Linked DNA regions of Sus scrofa: region 2 is linked to region 1. A link is a contact called in public HiChIP or PLAC-seq data. All regions are on one chromosome and are shown on one strand. The core of a region is the stretch at or near the end of the contact, and the rest is flanking DNA. Distances in the headings are between cores, read along the strand shown. Region 1 has its middle 280 kb from the start of MPDZ. Region 2 overlaps LOC106509171 (a long non-coding RNA gene).

What was found. HiChIP or PLAC-seq counts read pairs in DNA pulled down with a chosen protein or histone mark.
Region 2: an H3K27ac HiChIP or PLAC-seq map of skeletal muscle shows a contact between it and region 1. The contact joins two enhancer-like sites. A contact is called at or near these places in 2 of 47 Hi-C or Micro-C datasets (embryonic fibroblasts and skeletal muscle) and 1 of 2 datasets of contacts at active chromatin or transcription factors (skeletal muscle).

Annotation. Positions count from the first base shown.
Region 1 is chr1:208,899,903-208,903,951 of Sscrofa11.1, forward strand. No RefSeq gene overlaps it. Among named protein-coding and RNA genes, the nearest start is that of MPDZ, 280 kb to the right of the region's middle. Within about 2 kb of position 1,464, at least 34 of the 83 cell types and tissues checked have an H3K27ac peak or open chromatin away from gene starts, as enhancers often do. A contact at or near this core is called in skeletal muscle, where this site is marked.
Region 2 is chr1:209,000,672-209,004,617 of Sscrofa11.1, forward strand. All of the region lies in intron 2 of LOC106509171 (a long non-coding RNA gene), which reads left to right. Among named protein-coding and RNA genes, the nearest start is that of MPDZ, 180 kb to the right of the region's middle. Within about 2 kb of position 1,925, at least 9 of the 83 cell types and tissues checked have an H3K27ac peak or open chromatin away from gene starts, as enhancers often do. A contact at or near this core is called in skeletal muscle, where this site is marked.

The DNA.
Region 1 (4,049 bases), core at 214-2,713:
TGGCTGAGTGTCATTTGATAGGAAAAGGCTGGGATCACAAGGAAGCCTTCTGTCTTTCAACCAAAAAAAAAAAAAAAAAGAAAAAGAAAAAAGAAAATTGCTGAGGTAAGCAGTGTCAAGCCCAGCTGCATCAACATGATGGTGGTAAGACAAATGTGAGCTTTCACTGCTGGGTATGGGGCTAGAGGACGACCAGCCTATAAACCCTCTGCAAGCCCAGGAACAGCTGAATTCATGCAAGGAGCAAAGTAGCAAGGGACAGCTTTTTCCACTGCTAGCTCTGAGAAGGAAAATTCTTGGGCCTTCTCCATCTTTCAGCACATAAACAGCTCATCTGATAGAACATACACACACACACACACACACACACACACACACACACTGTTGTTTCGGTACCATTGGAAGAATATGATGAAATGATCCCCTCTGTGAGTTGATGACCTAGGAGCAGGGAGGTCAGAAGTGGGACATGGGTTTGTGAGAGGCCATTAGGAGACCCAGGATGGAAGAAGCAGAGAAGGAGGTTGGAACTTGGGAGGGGACCCCCGCCCCCCTCTCTCTCTGTCTCCCCACCAAGCGCTAGCTCCCTGTGACTGTTGCCTGGGCGATGGCTGGGGGATTATTAGGAATGCTTGGAGCCAGTATCCTTCTTTTGGACCCATGGATGGAGCAGAAGGGGGTGGATGGCTTTTCTCTTTCTGTTTCTTCCTTTCATATTCAGCAGATTAGAGCTGAGGGTTGCTGTGGTGACAACACGGCGGAGGGCTCCGGCACACCTGCACCACAAATGGGAGCCCGCCAACGTGGACTTGAGCTCTCCCGGGGCAGCTTTTTTGCTGTGGGAAACACAACAACAAAAACAACAACAACAGAAAGAGGAAAGGGAGGGAGAGGGAGCTGGAGGAGGGGGAGAGAAAAAGGAAGGGAGGGGAGGACGAAAACACATCAGGAGTTCAGGCCATGGCAGTGTTGCTTTTTAAGAAAAGAAGAAAGGAAGGCACAAGGCTCAGAGATGGCTCCCCAAGGCTCAGAGCCCCTGCCCAAATAGCCCTGTGGGGCTGCTGAGGGATGGCAGGAAGTAGGGAGACATATACCCACATTCTAGAACCACCAGATGCCTCCAGCATGGGGGAACAAAATCCTCAAAACAGGAGAACATGAAAGCTACAACTCTTACCTAAGAGGAGCAGCCTAGAGGGCCTTTGATGACCCAGAACTGAAATAGACTGGCCATTTCTGCCTACTGACTTTCTACTGGAAAGGAGAGCATTAGAATGTGGAAAAAATAACAATATGTGCTTTTTGGCTAAGCTGAGAGAGAGAAGTGAGGAAGGGGGGTGGGGAGACTGATAGGCTCTGAAGTTGAGTTTAGTCTTTTGGAATGTTCTGGCAGGGCTCCAGTTACTGCTAATGAAGAAGTCAGCTCCACACAGTGTCCTGGCCTCACCTCTCCAACACCCTGGGCTCTGCCTTTGGTCTGCCCCTTCCTCATCTGCCTCCTCTTCTTCCTGTCTGGGATGGCCTCCTGCATCATTTTCTCTGTTTCCATTAACAAAACATCACAGCGCATTAGCCTGTCCAAAGCACTCTACAATGACAATATTTACAGAAGGTTAAATAAAATATGTATAGAGTGATTGATAGTGAATACGCAAGAGACCTTTTGAACTTAGAGCATGCTGGGCTTGTTTGTTTTTTAAGCTCCATTTTCCAGGCTGCTTCAGCTATTTTAATATCTCTCAAACAATCCACTTACAGGAAAAGATGATTAGAGGGAAACATTCTTTTCAATTTTTTTTTTTTTCTCTCTTCCAAGCAATGTGATTAGCAGGCAGTGTGCCTTATGTCTTCCACTTTCAGTCTGGCTAAAATCAAGAGCTTTTCTTGGGGAAACTGTGTCATAACAGATGGAGATGAGAAAATGGACTGTTCCTTCAGCACATACACAAAGGACACTGTACTGTTGTCCTTGAATTCTTTACATATCTTCGTGTTGAGTTCAGTTGGAGGAATGTAGTAAGATGCTCTAATCTTGAGTTTAGCTTCTTTTCTTAGAAATATGTGCTCATCTCTTCCTTTAATATAAAATATTTTTCACAAGAAATACAGCTATATATTAGATCAGGGCTTGGCAAAACTTCTTTGTAAAGGGCTGAATATTTTAAGCTTGGTAGTCCATATGAACTCTGTAGCAATAACTTAATTCTGTTATGGACAACATGTAAATGAATGGCATGGATCTATTTCAATAAAACTTTATTTGCAAAAATAGATGGCATGCCCACTTGGTCTGCATGCCATAGTTTGCCAACCCCTACACTAGATGTATCCTCTTCTAGATGTAACCTACTGAGAAGGTTAGAATTCTCCACAAATATCTCTGAAAAATTCCCTATTTCAATACCATTCTTTTCAGTTCCTAATCTACTGATAGTCTGTAACCAAGACAAATAAGCAACAAACTAGTTCAGCTAAATAAAGTATCTAACCTACTCAATTTCCTGATTCCGTTTTTAAAAGTCAAATGGGAATACAATGTAAAAGGATTGTACCTAGTTGAATTTCTACAGTATATGATTGTCTAGTCTTATAATGCCTGATCCTTTAGCATATAAGTGGCCAAGTAGATTACAAAGAGTAGAATTTGCCCTTCTCAGTGGTCGTGGATTTCAAAATCCTACTTGGTGCCCTCTTTTCTATAGAGTCTTGTCTCAAAATGCCTTTTATCACAGAGAGGCAAGCAGTGCATTTAAACATATTTTGTCCACAGGGAACCCTGTGTAAAAGTGTTGGCCAGAACTCCCTGCCAGTTCTCTTTTGAAGGGGAGGATGGTTCTCCAAAGGCTCAAGTATCTTGTAGTGCAACTCATGCTAGACAAGTCAGCAGGTAAGGCGTAACCTGTGCAATTCTACCTTTCTTCTGAAAATTATTTCTTTGCTAAGTATAGATTTTCATGATTACTCTCTGAAATATATTCTTTATTTGTAGGAGTTATACATGAAATGTATGCTATAATTTACACACAGACAGCAAAAGGGATTGCGGATATATGTTGACCTCATTCCAGTGTATGAATTCCAATGTGAATTATAATGTTGAGGACCCATATGTGGTCTTATTCCAGACTAAAGAGCCCATTCTTTGGGAATTACATTGATACCTCATTATGGAGTTTTGAAAATTTGCCTTACTAGAAACTTGGAGAAAGGTTACTTTTGCCCATGGGGATGGAATTTGTCCAGAGAAATTTCTCTACTGTCTATCACTGGGCAATAAATAAGGATTGGGAAAGCTGAATCCCAAGGAGAGTAGTCATGTTCCAGGGCATTCCAACAAGACTTGGGGGTAAGAAGCAATAGGAAAAGATTGGAAGAATGGATTTGAATTTCTTGAGGAGCATGCCAGAAATACCTGGGGTAAGAAACTTGAGGAAACGCTAAGGCTATTTGGTTTAGCCAGTTGGGATTCACATGATTGTGATTCCTCCCAACCTGGTAAATCCAGGGATATGGAGTTATATTACTTATGCTCCTTCATTAAGATGCACCACCCTATATGTATTCCCTTGTTGCTGCACAAGGACCCAGGACTACTTCATCTGGGACATCCATGTAGACAAATTAGCCAACCAGTCAATAAGATGTTTGAAGATGAGGATTATATGGGAAAAGGGATGAGCTTCCCTTTTCTGGAAAATAATAAATGCACAAAAAATGTTCCTAATGGATGCTTCCTCTCCCTCCTACTGACAGCTTTTAAAGAAATGGAAAGATACAAAAGATAAATCTAACACTTCCAGTCAATCAATATTAAATATAAGGTTGAGAAAAGTTAGCTGGAATATTATGTATAAAAATCACAAACAACATTATGCTTCATTTTTGATGTGGGATCAGTACAAAATAAAATAAGGGGATTAAGATTAGACCTAGATGATTCCTACAGTTTTATGTTAAAATGATGAGGAATTTTGAAGTAGGATTCATTCCAAGAAGCCACTTCCCAGGTGAAATTATAATGGTGCAGACTTTGGATGGAAACATTTGGT
Region 2 (3,946 bases), core at 675-3,174, 100 kb after region 1:
GTGCTTGTGTTCCCAAAGAAATCCCTGGAGAAAAGTTGTGGTATTTTAATTTATTTATAATGGGTGTGGGTGATGGGTTGGGGACAGAGATTGAAAATAACAGGCCAAAACCAACAGAGATGGAGGATGTGGACACGTATTCATTTCCTATTGTTGATGTAACAAATTACCACACACTGAGTGGCTTACAGTGACACAAGGTATTGTCTGACACTTCTGCAGGTCAGAAGTCCTTAAGTTGAGAGTTCCTATTGTGGCTCAGTGGTTTATGAACCCGACACATATCCCTGAGGATGTGGTTTTGAATCCTGTCTGTCCTCTCTCAGTGGGTTAAGGATCTGGTGTTACTGTGGCTGTGGTGTAGGCCGGCAAGCTGCATCTCTGATTTGACCCCTAGCCCAGGAACTTCCATACACTGTAGGCGCAGTCCTAAAAAAAAAAAAAAAAATAAAGAAGAGGAAAAAAAAAAGGCGTAAAGTCAAGCTGTTGGCAGGGTTGCATTTCTTCTGGAGGCTCTAGGGAAAATTCATGCCCTTGACTTTCCCAGTTTCTAGAGGCTGCCTTCCTTGACTCTCAGCCCCTGCCTTCATCTTCCTTCAAAGCACATCACTCTGGCTTCTTCCTTCTTTCTGACTTGGACACTCCTGCCTTTTTCTTGTATGGACACTTTGATTACATTGGACCCACCTCTGATAATCAAGCACACTGTTCCCATCTCAAGATCCTTAATCACTCCAGCAAAATCTCTCTCCTTTTTTTTACCCCATAGGAGGTAACACATTCACAAGTTCTGGGAATTAGAATGTAGACATCGCGGGGTGGGGCATGGTGGGGGGGGCTGTTATTTAGCTACCAGAGGATGTTGTATGCTAACCTCTCTAATTAAATGGTGGATTCTGGGATGTGTGATATAAATTCTGTTTCAACAAGGGGGGGGGGTGCTGCCTCTATACCCCTGTGAGGATGCTTTTCTAAAACTCAGCTCTGAGATAAGAAAGATGAGCATGGTTTTGCTTCCAGGTCAACAAACTTTAATAGCTTCCCAAGATGTAGAATAAAACACACAAATATATGCTTAGCAAACCGTCTATCCAAAGTTTTTCCCAGATGGTCCCAACTCCACACTATTTCCATTGAAACCATTTACTCACCCTGTGGTGCATTTTCTTTCCCTTGAATCGTAAACTATTCCCCCGCCAGTTTCTTGAATAGGTGATTAGCATGCATTCCATTCTGTAAGAAGGATTTCATACCCCACCACCTCCATAATGTGTTTCCAGATAGTTAAATTTGGAATTATCATTATTAAAATAAAAAAGGTTGTTAAAATGACAAAGTGATTTCATATGCACGATGTCATTTGTTTTCAAACTCATTAGTTGACTTCCTTTCCGGAAGAAATGAAACTTAGTTTCAAAGAAGTTAGGATGCTTGGTGATGCCCAGGACTCTGATCCCAGATTCATGCTTATTTTCATAGTTTTATATACCCTCTCTAGTTCTGATCTCTAGATCATCTCTTAGCCATCTCTTCCTTGATCTTTTCCTTCAAACTCTGTTTCTTTTTCATGGTATTTTTTTGCAGACAGTTTGGTATCTTAGCTGTTGACATTTGTCTGTTTATATCTTCCACTTCACAGGCTCTGAGAGCTGGAACCATGTTTTTCACTTTTGTATTCCATTCAGACCCCATTAAAAAAAAAAAAAAAGAATGAGCATTGATTGAGTGCTTATTGTATACCAAGCTTTTTCACTTTTCATATTAATGTACCTCATGATTACTTTATGAAAGGAGTATTATTATTTTCATTTAATAAATGAGGGCTCTGGAACTTCAAAAAATTACCTCAATTTATTGTAGATACCTAGAAGCTGGGCATGACTATCATGCCCATATTCTTTCCATATGCCCTGCTGCATACACACCCAGTACATTTTTGTTGACATGAAACAAATATCACCAAAGAGTAACTATTGTGAAATATGTTTCCCTTGGGGAAATGGCAAGGTAAATGTGGAATATACCTTAAGGTAAAGCTGTAAGAATGCATTCTGAATGCCAAAAACCTTGAGAAGAGGGATAAGAAAGAGGAAACCTGGTCAGTCTACCTTAGACTTTGAATCTAAAATATCCTCCCCTATCAGAAAAAAAAAAAAATGGCATTTGAAGCCATAACTGACTTAAAAGGCATGATTTTTACCCTTTGGTAAGTAAAAATTACCTTACACTCAGCCAGGAGAAATGATTTAAGTTTTATTTCTGGATAATTGAGTAACACTTTGGTATGTGATTCACTGCCAAGTGGACGCCGTTGGTTTCACACAGCTGTAGTTAGGGAGGCAAGAGCTATTTACTGGGAAAATGAAAATGCAAATGGATGTTATCCTGAACCCAAGGGCGAGATAATTTCTGTTGTGCTGTTTCACAGGACTGCAGTTAGAGTCTGTTTGGTCAGCCTGGTGGTAGAGCCAATGTGTTTGATGCTAATTCATAGGGTAAAGCTATAAAAAAGGAAAGTTTATCTTCATTTTGAATTAAATCAAATGGGGTAAAGACTCAGACCCAGTTGATTGGTATTTTTCAGATTTGCAGTATCTTTTTGAGTATATAGAATGTATTCTTTCCTTTAGATTTATTTAACTGAAATGTTTACACTCTGACTCAATAATCCCACTCCCGGGAATGTACACTAAGGAAATGATTTGACATAAGAAAAAAAGCAATAGGCCTATTTTTGCAACATTATTCGTAATCACAAAACATTGGAAAAAACCTAAATGTCCAGCAATCAATGAATGCCTAACAAATTATGGCTCATCCTCTTAAGGGAATCATTATGCTGCAATCAAATCATAATTATGAAGGTCATTCAGTAAACAAATATGCAAAACCATGTAGCAATATGGGAAATGTTTACGACGCACAAGTAAGTGAAGAAGTAAATGGCAAGCTTAGCTCAGTTGTCCCATTTTATGATTTGAGGTGCAATTCACATGACTTGATCAGATCCCTCTGACCAGTAGTGTTGTAAAGTCCAGGCTCAGCAACCAAGTTCTCAACTACATCCCCCCCATAATATGACCAGAAATTCCTAAATGTGTTCCAGTGACTGAGATATGGTTGAAATCTGGCTACCTTCAGTTAACTCTCCATGTGCTACCCAAGCTGGAGATTACTGGCTACTGCATGCAGTCTTTTCTGGCCATATCCAAAGGAAAATAGCTGAGGGGATATCTCCTGCTCAAGTAAGTGTCAGAGCAGCCAAGATGATATTTTCTCTCCCATAACACTTGATAATGGGAAATTTCCACCAAAATGCACAGAGCCCTTGATCTCCAAGTTTTGTTCATTGTCTTACCCACCCATGCCCACAGGATGTGAAGATGTCCCAGAGAAGTGGAGTCAGGAAGATTTCCAGTGTCAGTTTCCATATAAGCGAGTGTTGATAGAGAAAGGGGATAGAGTGTGATGGTGGCATACTTGGATAAAAGCCTATTGGAGACCATGTAGCCAGATTGTCTCCTTGAGAAGATGCAGGCTTTGGGAACCAGTGCAGCTTCTGAGGCAGAAATTATTAAAAACTGCCAAATACCAAGGAAACTCTGATGGGATATCTAGGTGGCAGAAGGTAAATACTGTACTCAGGACATAGTTGTGTTCCCCTTGCTCTAGTTCTGACCACAAAAGCCCCATTGAAGTCCTCTTCTAATCAAAGCAATCTCCTCAATGGAACGCTAACCCCTTATGTTATGCTCACTTAGGAGAATTCATCCATTAATAGCCTGATCCCAAATGTCCAAGTCCATTGTATGTTTGGCTATTTGTTCATATACACATGCAGTTTCCTCCCATGGAACAAGACTGAAACAGTACTAGGTCCTCCCTGATATAGAACTAACGTCTCCCCTTCTGTTCTCCATCTTTATTCAGACTAGGCATAGTCTTT